Linked DNA regions of Arachis hypogaea: region 1 is linked to region 2. Evidence: chromatin contacts called from public Hi-C data. All regions are on one chromosome and are shown on one strand. The core of a region is the stretch at or near the end of the contact, and the rest is flanking DNA. Distances in the headings are between cores, read along the strand shown.

Region 1 (6,313 bases), core at 2,865-5,364, 330 kb after region 2:
AATTAAATGTTATTTTTTTTTAAAAAGTGATAATTGAATTTTTAATCTATTATATTATATAAAAATTATATTTCTGTATTTAATGATAGTATTGATGTTTTGGACAGTATTTTTTAATTTATTTATTTTAACTCATTAAATATAATTTATTACGATAACTTAATTATTTCAATTAATTGATTTGATTAGATATTTAAATGTCAATGTAATTTATTATAATTTATATCAATCAATTAAATATACTGCATTAATTGTAATTTATTATATTGGTTAATTGGTTTATTAATTTATAAAGTATATAATAAAATAAATAATTTGTTATTTATCTAATTGAATTCAATAAATTTAAATTAATTTGGTTAATTTTTTTTGTAACCTTATTTATTCAAATTTAAATGCACATGTGCATTGCTTATATTAAGATTTTTTTATAAAGACTTACTTATTCAAATTTAAAGAAAAAATATTTATTATAAAAAAATTATAAATATTTATACGAACACCTAAAAAAATTTTTTTATTTCTACAAAGAAAACTTTTAATTTGGAATAAAATTATCTTTTTAATAAATTATAACTTCTGCAAATTAAAATTTTAGTTTGTCCAAAATATGATAGTCTTATATAAATTTTACAATGACATATAATTATTATGTTTAATATTTGATGAGTGTATGTATTTTCTGTCATTATTGGTCCTATATTAGGACTAGTAATGGGCAGGGTAGGATAGAATTTGGATCTTATCCTAACCCTACCCGCGAGTTGAAAATTTTATTAAAACTCTATCATATTCTACTCGCGAGTTGAAATCTCTCAATCCTAATCCTATCCGTATTCTAAAGTTCTAAACCCTACCCTATCATGCCTGCATAAATATTAAATTTTTTTAAAGAAAATATAAAATTCAATCATTCCAAATTTTATACATATTAATAAAATAAAAAATAAAAAATTATTACTTTAAATTAGATCTCTACGGCTCTACCTTCTACCATACCCGCAATGAGTCGAGTAGTCTATCCTACCCGACCGGATTGGGCGGGGTTGGGTAGCCACGGATAAAGTATGTATTGTTAGCCCTATGCTACATTGTAGAGTTAGTTTCATCAACTATTTATGTGTCACTTTTTGTTTAATTATTTTTTTTTTTTACTAAAAATAAGGAGACTCGAACTTGCAATCTCTAAGTGAGCATGAAAAAACTATGTCATTTAAGGTATAGCTCGTTTGTCACTTTTTATTTAATTGTTGAATATTTAAAAATAAATAAAATTATTAGACACTTTCTAAAGATGTTATTATTTCATATTTCACCACATCTTTATGTAAGTTTAATTTTTTATTTTAAATAAATTTTTTAAGTGTTGGTTGAATCTTCTATTTATTAGTATTTCATTTTAATTTGTTCAAAATTTCTACAGTTGATATTTTCTTTTGGTTTATGTATTTGATATTGTTTTAAAATTCGTTACTTTGGAAAGTTAATTTTTTTTTTCTTAAAATTTTCATTATATGCGTCTTTTTCTTTAGATGTTTCTTTATTATTTTTTTCTCAATTTGTACTTCTTCTCAAATTAAAAATTCTAACATGTCTAAATGCAGAGATATTGTGAAAATTATTATATTTGAAAATTATAGTGTCCTTAATGTTAGTAAAGTATAATAAGTTATTGTGAAAATTATTATATTTGAAAAAATGCTATAGTAGTAGTTAAAATTTGCAACCAAACAATTCTTTTTAAAATTAGAGTACAACAAACATTTTATGAACCTTTTATATTTAAATTTTATTTCTTTGAACTAATCCTAAAAAAGCTACTAAGCTAATATAAATAATAAATAAAATCTAATAATATTTAGCTTGCAAATGAAACAACTTTTTTTATTTTTTTGGCTAAAGCCTATAAATAATTAAATATAGCTATTAAATAGTTCTCATGTTTATTATTATTATTTTTTGTTAGTATTGTTCTCGTATTTATTTATTTGACCTAATTTCATTTATTTTTCTAGTAGACCCAAAAACATCTTATTTCCATTAATTTTTGAAATTATCAATCCAGACTAGCCATTTAAACAAAAAGACCTGTTATTGCTCAGAAACCCCTACGACAACCACTACTGTTGCGTGGGAGAGGCTTGACTTAGCCACAACCAAATGATCCCGCCATTTAAAAATTTGAGACAAAACTTTTAAGGGAACAGTAAATCCACGTGTCAATACAACAATAAAAGTGAGAAAATATCTGTAAATCTGTACCAATTTGCATCTTTACCATAGTGCTCCCCTACTTATATATTAGTTAGGTACTAATATTCAAATTGGGCCTGTTTTGATTTATCCTCCTTTACATGGCCCCTCACACCAACAATAACCGAAAAAGGAATATTTTATTAACAAAAACTCATAAAAGCTAGTAAAATTCACAAACAAACAACTCCTGTACTTTTTTCTTTAAGGAAAATATCATACTAGCAAACTTTCTCCATCTATTACATTTACCTGGTTGGGCGACCCAGTAATCCTTCTTTTGGCCACTAGAAACGCTACAGTGGTTTCAATAATTATTAATCTTTTTTATTTTTTTATTAATGTTCAATTTTTTAAAGATGCTTGTTATGGTATTTATATGTAGTGCTTGTTTGAGTGTTATTAAATATGTAAAAAAATATTTTTTTAATAAAAATATTTTTTTGTAGTATGTTTAGCAAATTTTTAATAATAAAAATAAAAGTACTAAAAAAATAAAAAATATTTTTTTTGAAAAATTATAATTTATATCTTTTTTTAAATATATTTTTAAAAAAAAGATATTTTTCACATAATAAATAAATAAATAAGTATTTTTATCTTGTTATAACACAAATATAATTGATAGATAAAAAAATCTTTTTACATAAAATATCCAAACATAAAATTACTTTTACTTAAAAGATCTTTTAAAAAAAGATTTTTCTATCGTATGCTGTAAGGGCATAGATTAAGCATACCATAAAATATATGTTTTAATGTTATTTATTGCAAAAATAATTTTTTTTTTTTACATTTTCAATGCATAGAAATAATAAATAATATTAAACTTTTTTTTTATGGTATGCTTAGCCTATGTTGGGTGACAGCATGCACTCTACTTTTCGAGTATTCAAACCGGTTGGATAGGGTTGCCAACCAGATCCACTGTGGGTAGAGTTGAGTGCAGAGCGAGTTTGAGTGCGAGTCAGATAGGATGCGGGTTGAGTCTCAAACCTACCCAACCAACCCACACCCTATATATGTATATGTTATAAAAATATGTTATAGGTACATATTGAATTAAAGACAAAAGACCTCTCACTTAGTGTAAAAGATTTTTATCATTGAATTAAGATTCTCAATTGATAGTTTAACACTTTTGTTTATATAAAAATCAATTCTGTTTTACTGATACAACATTATATCACAATATTTTTTTGTGTTTGTGTTATAAATTTAAACAAAGACTTTTATTATAATTGAACATTTGATGATTATGTTGTTTATGGGACGATTGTATTATTTGTGGAATAATTGTATTGTTTGTATTAAATTTTTAATTTGCATGCTCATTAGGTTATATAATAATATTGCATATTTATGAAAATTTACGGATAGAATTAGATACCTATAGTAGAATTAGGGTTGGATCTAAACCCTATTTTATCCATTGTCACCCCTATCTATGCCATTAGAATATACGATACAAAATTCTTTTAAAAAATAATTTAAAAATTTTTTTTTATTAAAAATTCACCCAAACAAATTCATAATTTTTTAATTTACTAAACAAAAGATAAAAAAATAATATCTAATATTTACCATAAAAGGCACATCGGCAAATTCGGCACCAGAAGCCACCAAAGAATTTGCCTTTTTTTAAATGCAGCACAACGCTACTGCTTTTTAATATTTTTGTTCTTCACGCCACTGTATTTGTTCTTTTTTTTTTGGAGATATTTTTCTTTTTTTAGTTATGGGTTCTTTTTTTTTTTTGGTAAGTTTTAGTTATGGGTTCTAAAATATATAAACAGTCCTTCCATATTCTTTCCGCCGCCTCTTTAGGCAGCGCCCAACAAGCCCAGCCAAAATAACATTAGGCCCATAAAATCCATTGTCCAACAAATTTTATTCTCAACATACCATTAACTACTTCAGATTAACAAATAATCCTCCTATCTTGACAAGACCGCTTCTGAACATAACTTCTGACCACTGCTCTTGCAATCATACTTTTTTTTGTTAAGAGGTTAGAGGTCATCGCAAACTGATTCAATTTTAATTAGTTAGGAAAGCATGTTTTCCATTCAAAGTAAAGAGACGCAGAAACGAGTAGCAAAAGAGAGTAACACCAATACTAATCATTATTGTTGAGAATGAAATCAATTGTTCTAAATAAAAAAGTGAAAGGTTAAAATATCATGAATCTTTTCTTTTCTTTTTTTTTTTTCACATTTGATGACATTTTTTACAAGGTTCTCTTAGGAACAAAGTGTGTTGAAGAAAATAAACATCAGTTGAAGATGTTGCTTACTTCCTTTCAACATTGATTCATTACATAAAAAAAAAAAAAGAAAAAAAAAAACCAGAAAACATGTCAAAAGCTAAAGTTGATGGCTATTCTTAAGAAGCACATGATAAGATGTTTTTCTTAGAATTCATACTATGGTGTGGCATAGTAGAGGATCTTTTATAGCACTTAGGTGGTGCCATACTTTGAGATTCTGAAACATCTGCTACTAGACTTGAAGGGCAACCAATGCTATCATCATCTTGCTTCTCAAGCTTTCTTTCTTCTTCCATGACTTTAAGAAACTCCTCGAGCGCGCTACACATCCACTCGTACCGGCTCAGACTAAATGCCTGCTTTATGTTTAACTGAGAAGACAAAATATTAGACTTAGACTCAGATATAGCTGCTCTCTAATGTAGAAATACATTCTATTATGTAAACAATACAGAGAAATAGAAAGATGAAAACTTGTTATGAATTTTGTTCATAACATTGACCAATTAACAACATGGTAATCGGGTTGATGTAATTCTTCTCCTAAGTATTCCTTCAGAACACTTACCCATTGGCGACTGCGGTTATTTTGCTCCGGCCAAGTGTGAAGTTCTTCGGTAACCTCCATGGCAAACATGTATCCTTTACAACCACCTTCCGTACAACATAAGTCAAGGTTGCTTTTGCTTCTGAATTCCCATATTCCCAGTGGAACTTCCTAAACATGAAAGTCAGCTAATTAGTCAAAGGAAATCAAAATCAATAGTAGACATCATCAGTTAATGCGATTAAATGTTTAATTGTGTTAGTTAACTTAGTTTAATAGGTGTGCATAAACATACCATGAAGAACTATAAGTGAACAAGTTGAATGAGCAAGAAGGATATTGAACCTACTCTTAGAATTCCTTTAACTCCTGCTTCCTCTAATGCTTCGCGGCATGCGGCTTCCGTAACAGTTTCATCATCCTCCCATCCACCCTGGAAAGTGATCAATATGGAAGAGTTTGAATTGTTGCAGACATAGACAATATCTAATTCATTATCAAGTACCTTTGGAAATACAAGATCATCGCGTTTCGGCGAAGAAACCATCAGTACTTCTATCATTTCCTCTGTTTCGCCCGTTTGATCTGTGCTGTCCTTTATCCACCTATAGGGAATACACCTGTTGCAATGCAAAGGAAAGCTTAACCATAAGAATCTCTTGCAAATCTCACAAAATTTCTTCTTCTCACAATATATTGAAACTCTATAGAAAAGATACTAAAACTGCTCAATATTTGTTTATTGCTTGTGAAACAGCAATGTTAGAGAGATAAAATAAGGTAAGTTATGGTTAATTTGTAAAGTAGTTTACGTAACGCTACAATAGTAAAAATAATTATTTTTTATATTAATTACGTGAATAGTCATTTAAAAGAACGAATGTGCACAATTTTATAAAATACTTATTTTACAACGGCAGTGTATCAAAAATTAAACCATTTTTTATTACTAAATATTTTCGCAGGTGAAATTACTTGACAAGCAAGGTGCACTTGTTTTTGAGAATTTTGCCATCTGGACCTGTTATTATTATTGTGTAATATAATTGATTATTGATACATCAAACACATTCTTTCATTACATGATTTCATAATAATGGTTACTACCCTAGTTAAACCCTGCATATGCATGCCACGGTGGTGTTGTTACCGATAACTATGGAGAAAATTTCCTGGTTGATTTATAAAATGATATTGATATGGTGATATGATTATGGCCCACAAATTTGGAGTGTTATAATATT
Region 2 (6,915 bases), core at 2,899-5,398:
TTATGTTAGATAAAAATTCGCAATAAGCTTTTTGCAAAAAAATATGAAATATTCTTTGGAATAGTCATATTTGTGTTTGATGTAAGATGAACGGTGGAATATTCTAAAAGAGAATATTCTAGGATTATTGCATTTTTCTATGAAAGATAAATACTATTAAGAACCTAATTAGAAATGTTTAGCTAGTATAGAGACTCAATTACAAAGTTTTAAACTATAAGGACGTAACTAAAAATTTAGTAAAACTATAAGACCGATAGAATAATTAAACTCAAGTACTCAACATTTCTCTTTCATGTGATATGCGACAGTAGACCCAAAAAAGAAGCAACTACCTTCCCATGGGCAATGGCTATTTCAACATCTGGGAATGACTCTTCAAGAAAATACATTACTTCTTCAAGTCCTATAAGGCAAATAGTTGAGAAGAAAACAGTCAACATGGAAATAAATGTAAATTAGCAAATATATGTCAACAGCACCACCATGCACCTTGATGCATAATTTCCCTTTTATGTCCATGATTGTCGTCTCAAATTAAAATTCATAAGCTTATCTTTCTTTAATATATTCAAAGTAAATTTACTGTTATGGTAACTACTCTTCAACTTAAGTCAAAGAAATGAAAAAAACTTGACATTATGTAAATAAATGAAAAATTATTACATGAGAATCACCTTTAATACGTGGCAGAACATAAAAAACTTGACCGCCACGGTCGAGCTCATACTTGATGGCCGATATTACTCTATCCTTACTGAATGCAGAAAGGTGAGTCTTGATGGGAACTCTTTCTGGAGGTGGGGTTGTAATTAAACTGAAATGGAAATTAACAAACGAAATTACCATAGTATACTTTATGCTTGGATTAGTTGGCCTTAACTGATCTTCTTTTGATTAGTGCAAGTTTAATGAAAAATGCTAATCTTGCAAGAGATGAAGTGCTAAGTAATATAGAAGCAGAAGATAAAGAAGGTGAAAATAAAATTGTTAAAGCTAGTTACCTAGCATCACGAAACCCTGTCAAGGCTAAATAGAGAGTTCTCGGGATAGGGGTTGCCGATAGAGTAAGTACGTCCACCGAAGTTTTAAAAGAAGCAATCCTCTCCTTCTGTTTGACACCAAACCTCTGCAATGCATAACTCATTACTTAGTAGAGAAAAGCAATAGGACTGTAATTGCAAGTGAAACAACTATTGCCAAGAATTGGCAAACCTGTTCCTCATCAATCACGAGCAGGCCAAGTTTGTTATATACAACACGATCTCCAAGAAGCGAGTGAGTTCCAACAACAATGTCCAGGTCACCATTCTTAATCTTGTCCAATTGTGCTTCTTTCTCTGCTCTGGTCTGCAAGTAGTGATAAATCACATAGTCTAAAATTGATTGACATGTTCCTAATTATTCATAAATATCCACCAAGATGATAACATTTTCCCTTGATGCAGCTCATATTTCTTGAACTTAATAATTGGCTAAATATCAATTCCTACAATGTACTTATGCCATCAATTTTAAAGAAAAGCTAGATTAATATATATAAAAAATGAGGAAGCAAGACAATGCACCACTCGATTACGTATATATGTAGCAGAAGTACATCATGTATTGTCATATAATAGCCATGAAAATGGAAATGAAAGAAAATTTTAATATAATTGAACACCAAGCATAAAATAACACCCTTTATAAATGGAGATGCCAAACCAGAAGAAGGAATCGTTTCCATAAAAAAGTGAGTAGGCAATGAAATATATATCCAGCGAGCAAAATAAAGAATATATCATTTAAAGTCAGAAACTTCCAATTTGATGCACTGATAGGGTTCTTCACAAAAAAAGAGCTACTGAAAAGACATCACGTTTATCCAATAAGTGGAAACTGTTTTGTTAGTGCAGGGAAGTGTTACTTCAACCAAAAACTGACATGTATTCAGTTTAGCTCATGATTATAGTTTATGGATATTTTGACTTAGCATTAGAGAGAGTTCTTAACAAACTCAACTGGATGAAAGCATATTGTTGTTCTTATTTGACTACGAAATAAGTTAAACTATAATCCCCATACTTCATAAAATTAGATATATTTGAGTATTTAACTATAATAAAAATGGGAAAAAGAGAAAACTCGGCCATACCTGAAACCTGCTTAGTAGTCCAACTTTGAGATCAGGATATACAGAAAAGCGTTCAGATATAACATCAAAATGTTGTTTTGCTAGAACTCTAGTTGGTGCTAGAATCATTGCTTGCTTTTTCGCTGACACAACACAGTGGATAGCACGTAGTGCAACCTCAGTTTTGCCAAAACCAACATCTCCACAAATTAATCTGTCCATTGGAGTTTCTCGCTCTGTCAAATCCCTCTCAACATCAATAAAAGCCTGGACAGATAGAAAGGTACGTATTTGGAAGAGATGGAAATAACTCATAAGCATCAAATAAACATGTCATATTGAAACAAATGTGAATATGTATATGTATAAATTCTGATTTATCGTGAATGCCTTAGAACATAACATGTAATTATTTAAAAATTTTAAATTACAAATTAAAATTAGAATATACAATCATAATTAACAATTCCCCTTCCATCTAAACACATAGCATTTACTAAGATGTCACCTGTTGTTGATCAGGTGTAGGCTTATAAGGAAATTGAGCAGCAAATTCAGTCATGGCAAGACTTTTCGAGTACGGCGGTCTTCTCTGTTTGAGCCTATGTAGATAGAGCTCCATCAAGTCAACGACCATTTTCTGTATCGCAACCTTCCCCTTAATCTTTCTTTTCTCCCAACTACTAATATCATTTAACTTGCTCAATGTCCGAGGTCTTTTGTTCTCGTTTGGACTGCCAAGGCACAACCAAAATTTGACACGATCATGACCAAATCAAAACAATTCTCCAAACACAATTGACTACTAGCTAAACAAAATACTAGCTTCTCTAAAGTGCCTTAACAGGGTAAAGTGTTTGCATCAAAAGAAATTATGTCACACTTATGGTTCTTGTATCATGCAAAATTCTCAATCGCAACCATCAATTTTTTCATCGACGACCATGATTGTGCACTATCTCTCTATTGAAATGTCTAGCTAACTGACTTGTTCTATATATATGAATTACATTACAATAACAAAAAGGTAAGAGTAAGAGGGCAAGGAAAACTCACAGACTATATCTATAGAGCATTTTCGATGCCTGCTTAAGAGGAAGCTTCGCCATCCCATCAGCATACTCAATGAAAACATATTCAGTAGGTTCTGTAGAATTCTTTGGAACATCCAACCTGATCCCAACAAACCTCCCAATACCAACCTTCTTGTGAACAACATAGTCACCGGATTGAAGCGTATAAGGGTCAACCTTGTAGCTGAAGGTACCATCTTTCCCTTCCTTCCTCTCACCCTTCAGCTTCTGCAACCCCTTCTGCTGCTGCTCCTTCACCATCTGTATGTACCTATATTACACAAATACCTAACCGTATTCATATACGTATGATTTATCAAATACTGTAATCTTAAACTCCTTAAATTCATGGCTAATTCATATTGTACTCAATACTTATTTGTGAAACATAGTATGTACCTATCAGCCTCCTCTGAGTCCATAACAGTTCTTGAGACCTCCCTGCTGCCATAGTCGCGACGAATTCTCTCGTTGAGCAAGGCAATTGAGTCATTCTCAAGCTCATTCTTTTTCTCTGTTCTGTTCCCCAATTTGGAAGGGGAAGAAGAAGGGGCATAGACCCCTTGCGTATAGAATGCATTGGTGGGAAAAAGAAGTACGTTTTTCTTCTTGATGTGAAGGGCTATAGGGTATAAAGGGTGGGGGAGGATGAAGAGTTTCCAAGTTTTGGGGGAAGAAGTGAGCTTGGAGATAAGGGGTGTGGAAAAGTGTGGAGTTGGAAGGAGTGAAGCCATGGAAAGAGGAGAGTGGTGTGTGGTTTTCAGAGGGAAGAATGGAAATGGGTCATTGGAAAAGTAAAAAGTTTGAATCTTTGTGAAGAATGCGTATTTTGAGAAGATAGAATCAAATTCAGAGATGAATGTTGGAGGTTTTGGAGGGGTTTTGCGCAAACAGGGAACAAATATCTTATATCATCATAACTCAACTTCCTGTTTAATATCAAAAATATTTTGTCAAATTATTTTTTCTGGGGTTGAGATAAGACATAAGAGGCTGTGCAGGATATTTTTTTTTCTTTTCTTTTATTTATTTACTTATTTTATATATTTTAATGGGCCTGCGGTTTGGGTTCCTCTTCCAGCAAGTTGAAACAAAAAAGAAACGAATTACTAGTTTCAAGACCAAAAAATAAAAAGAAAAGGGAAATAAGAGGGATATCTTCGAATTCCAATCCTAAAAGTCAAATTCTACTTAAAAATGTTTACACAAATCAAATTTTATTGTAAATGTGGGTAGGACTCGCAATTCATATCCTACTCGCGGGTACCTAACTCGATCCAACCCGTTCGAATAGGGTAGGCTACCTGACCCGCTGCGGGTAGGGTAGGGTACGGTCTGGGTATGCTTGCGGGTAGGGTAGGGTACGGATTTAGGGTGTATCCTATCCTATCCTACCCGCACCTCATATATAACATATTTTATTAAAAAATAAGTATATAGTGAAGGAAGTGAGAGTTAAACTCACAACTTGAACAACCACTAAATTAGTTAGTTAATTTAGTAATTTAGAACATTAATTTTTTATTTTTTATGTTATTAATATGTATAAAATTTGAAATGATTGAATTTTATATTTACTTTGAAAAAATTTGATATTTTTGCGGGTAGGGTAGGGTTTAGAACTTTAGGGTGCGTGTAGGGTTAGGGTTGAGAGATTCTCAACTCGCGAGTAGGATATGGTAGAGTTTTAATAAAATTTTCAATCCACGAGTAGAGTTATGGTAAAGGTCAAACCCTACCATACCCTACCCATTGCCAGCCCTAATTGTGGGTAAAGGACCTTTCTAGCACATCCTACCCATTGCCAGCCCTAATTGTGGGTAAAGGACCTTTCTAGCACGGGAGAATCTCATTACAAAATTAAAGAAAAAATGTAAAAATTTAATTGAAAGTTTTAAAATTATAGTGACGGGTAGAAGAAGTTAACCAATCAATTTGACTCAACCGGGATATGCACTGGTGGTTCCTATTGTGTGAATAAATGACATTCCTCCTTTGTGCTCATCAACAATCGAAGCATATAACTAAGAGGAAATATGGCTGATCCTTTGGAGCGGAGGCCGGAGGAACTATCACTTTGTATCGGGCATGCAATAAATTAACATTTTTTTAGTAATAGTGCAGAGCTCTTAGGCATTTAACATGGTCTTGGATTAGCCAACCATCAATGCTTTCACAGGGCACGGGCTATCCTTGCGCACTCTCTAAATGTACCATCGCCCTTTTTTATGCTGGCTTTAGAGGAATAACTTATTTTCAGGCCGTTCTTTCGTAAAAGAGAATAACTATCAATAAGCATAAGCATGTTGGCTGAAGCCATTCAACGTAGGTTCTTTCCATCAGAACCTTCCTAGATTTGCTTGTCTGTTTTAGATATCTTTTATATTTGCTCCACTCTACTGTGTTGAGCTTTTGTTTTCAAAAAAAAAAAAACCTTCCTAACCACGATATCCACTGGTTCGTTCACAGAGCAAGACACCAAAGTAAAGCAAAACTGCCAGTCCAGTCTCAGAGCGATCTTGAGAAGAAAGCCCCTCTATGTGGTGTTGTGGAACAATTTTGCTAGATCAAAGATTGCGAGCTTCTGCGCAATAAACACCCCGAAAACCACACTCCCAAGCTAGTTGCAAACTGCAATAAATAGTCAGCAGCTCTGCATGAAGAGGCCGATGATGCAGACAAGTTCCGGAGCAGCTCTTCACCCAGCTGCCGTCTGCATTGCGAATGACGGTGCCAAAGGCAGACTGTTGAGGCTCCATGAAAACAGTTCCATCAGAGTTAACTTTCACAAACACCAAAGGAGATGGAGACCAGCGAAAAGAGATTGAGTGATGGCTCATAAGCTGGCCATGCTGCAGTAGAGCCTGGAATTCCAAGGCTGAGAAGCGATCATAATGGGGTAGAGTTAGTATTACCAGAATCTCTTTTGATCCAGGACCCTCAGCATTATCACAACCATTGGGGTAAACGCCAGAAGCACTAAGATTGTGGATTTGTGGAAGAAATGGAAGAGGGCAGTTGGAGGAAAAGTGCCCTTTGGTATGTGCTAATTGGACATAATTTAGGTGCGCAAATAACACTTTTACTAAATAAATAATCGGAAGGAAAGGAGAAAGATCATTTCTAGGTTGAGTCTTCTAATACTCACCCAAAAAAAAAAAAAAACTTCTAATACAAAATTATTGCAACTATATAATATAATTACACATTAGGAGAGCAGCATAAACCTTACAAGCGTTTTTCTCAGAGAGACCCTCCTCTGCCATACTCATTTTTCCATGAGCGAGGCAATAAAAATAACACCTATAGCCTGGAGCATAGATTCTATACAGCCAGGAAGAAGTTGTAAATCAAATTTTACCAAGAAACTAAACATAATATATCATTCCAACTTCAATGAGACTGATGTGAGGAATGTTAAGAGCCACAGCAGGACCCCTGCAATTCTTGCGTAGAAATGAGTAACCGATATCAATCACAAGCTTCTTCAAGAATGAGGATGATTTCCTAGCCTTAACATATGAGTGCCCCAATACATAAGCAACCCCAGCTTCCTTAGCTTGAATCAAATCCACAAGTTCTTCCCTAACTGCAGGATCCATACCAGGATTGTTTGGTAGCTGAAATCTTACTCGACGCCTTCTAACTTGTGGACTTTCATCATCATAAACCGATTGCAAGCTGCGCAGGGTTACAGATTTACTGCTGGGGATGGAGCTGTCCACG

What was found. A called contact is a pair of places that touch in the nucleus more often than the background predicts.
Region 1: a contact with region 2 is called in a Hi-C map of leaf, with 4 times the contacts expected there. The contact joins the enhancer-like site here to the promoter of LOC112754955 in region 2. A contact is called at or near these places in 3 of 8 Hi-C or Micro-C datasets (leaf and an unstated tissue).

The regions. Positions count from the first base shown.
Region 1 is chr16:128,821,642-128,827,954 of arahy.Tifrunner.gnm2.J5K5, forward strand. It overlaps LOC112754961 (nudix hydrolase 13, mitochondrial), which reads right to left. Exons shown (of 6, transcript XM_025802800.3): 3 at 5,575-5,689; 4 at 5,419-5,502; 5 at 5,091-5,240; 6 at 4,433-4,893. The coding sequence ends at 4,639. Among protein-coding and RNA genes, the nearest start is that of LOC112754961, 6.2 kb to the right of the region's middle. Within about 2 kb of position 4,115, at least 3 of the 3 cell types and tissues checked have open chromatin away from gene starts, as enhancers often do.
Region 2 is chr16:128,494,070-128,500,984 of arahy.Tifrunner.gnm2.J5K5, forward strand. LOC112754955 (ATP-dependent DNA helicase At3g02060, chloroplastic) reads right to left here and starts at 4,149. Exons shown (of 14, transcript XM_025802793.3): 1 at 3,589-4,149; 2 at 3,173-3,460; 3 at 2,625-2,850; 4 at 2,138-2,383; 5 at 1,216-1,350; 6 at 1,005-1,129; 7 at 678-817; 8 at 336-406. The coding sequence starts at 3,923. LOC112754956 (potassium transporter 4) reads right to left here. Exons shown (of 8, transcript XM_025802795.3): 8 at 6,250-6,915. The coding sequence ends at 6,558.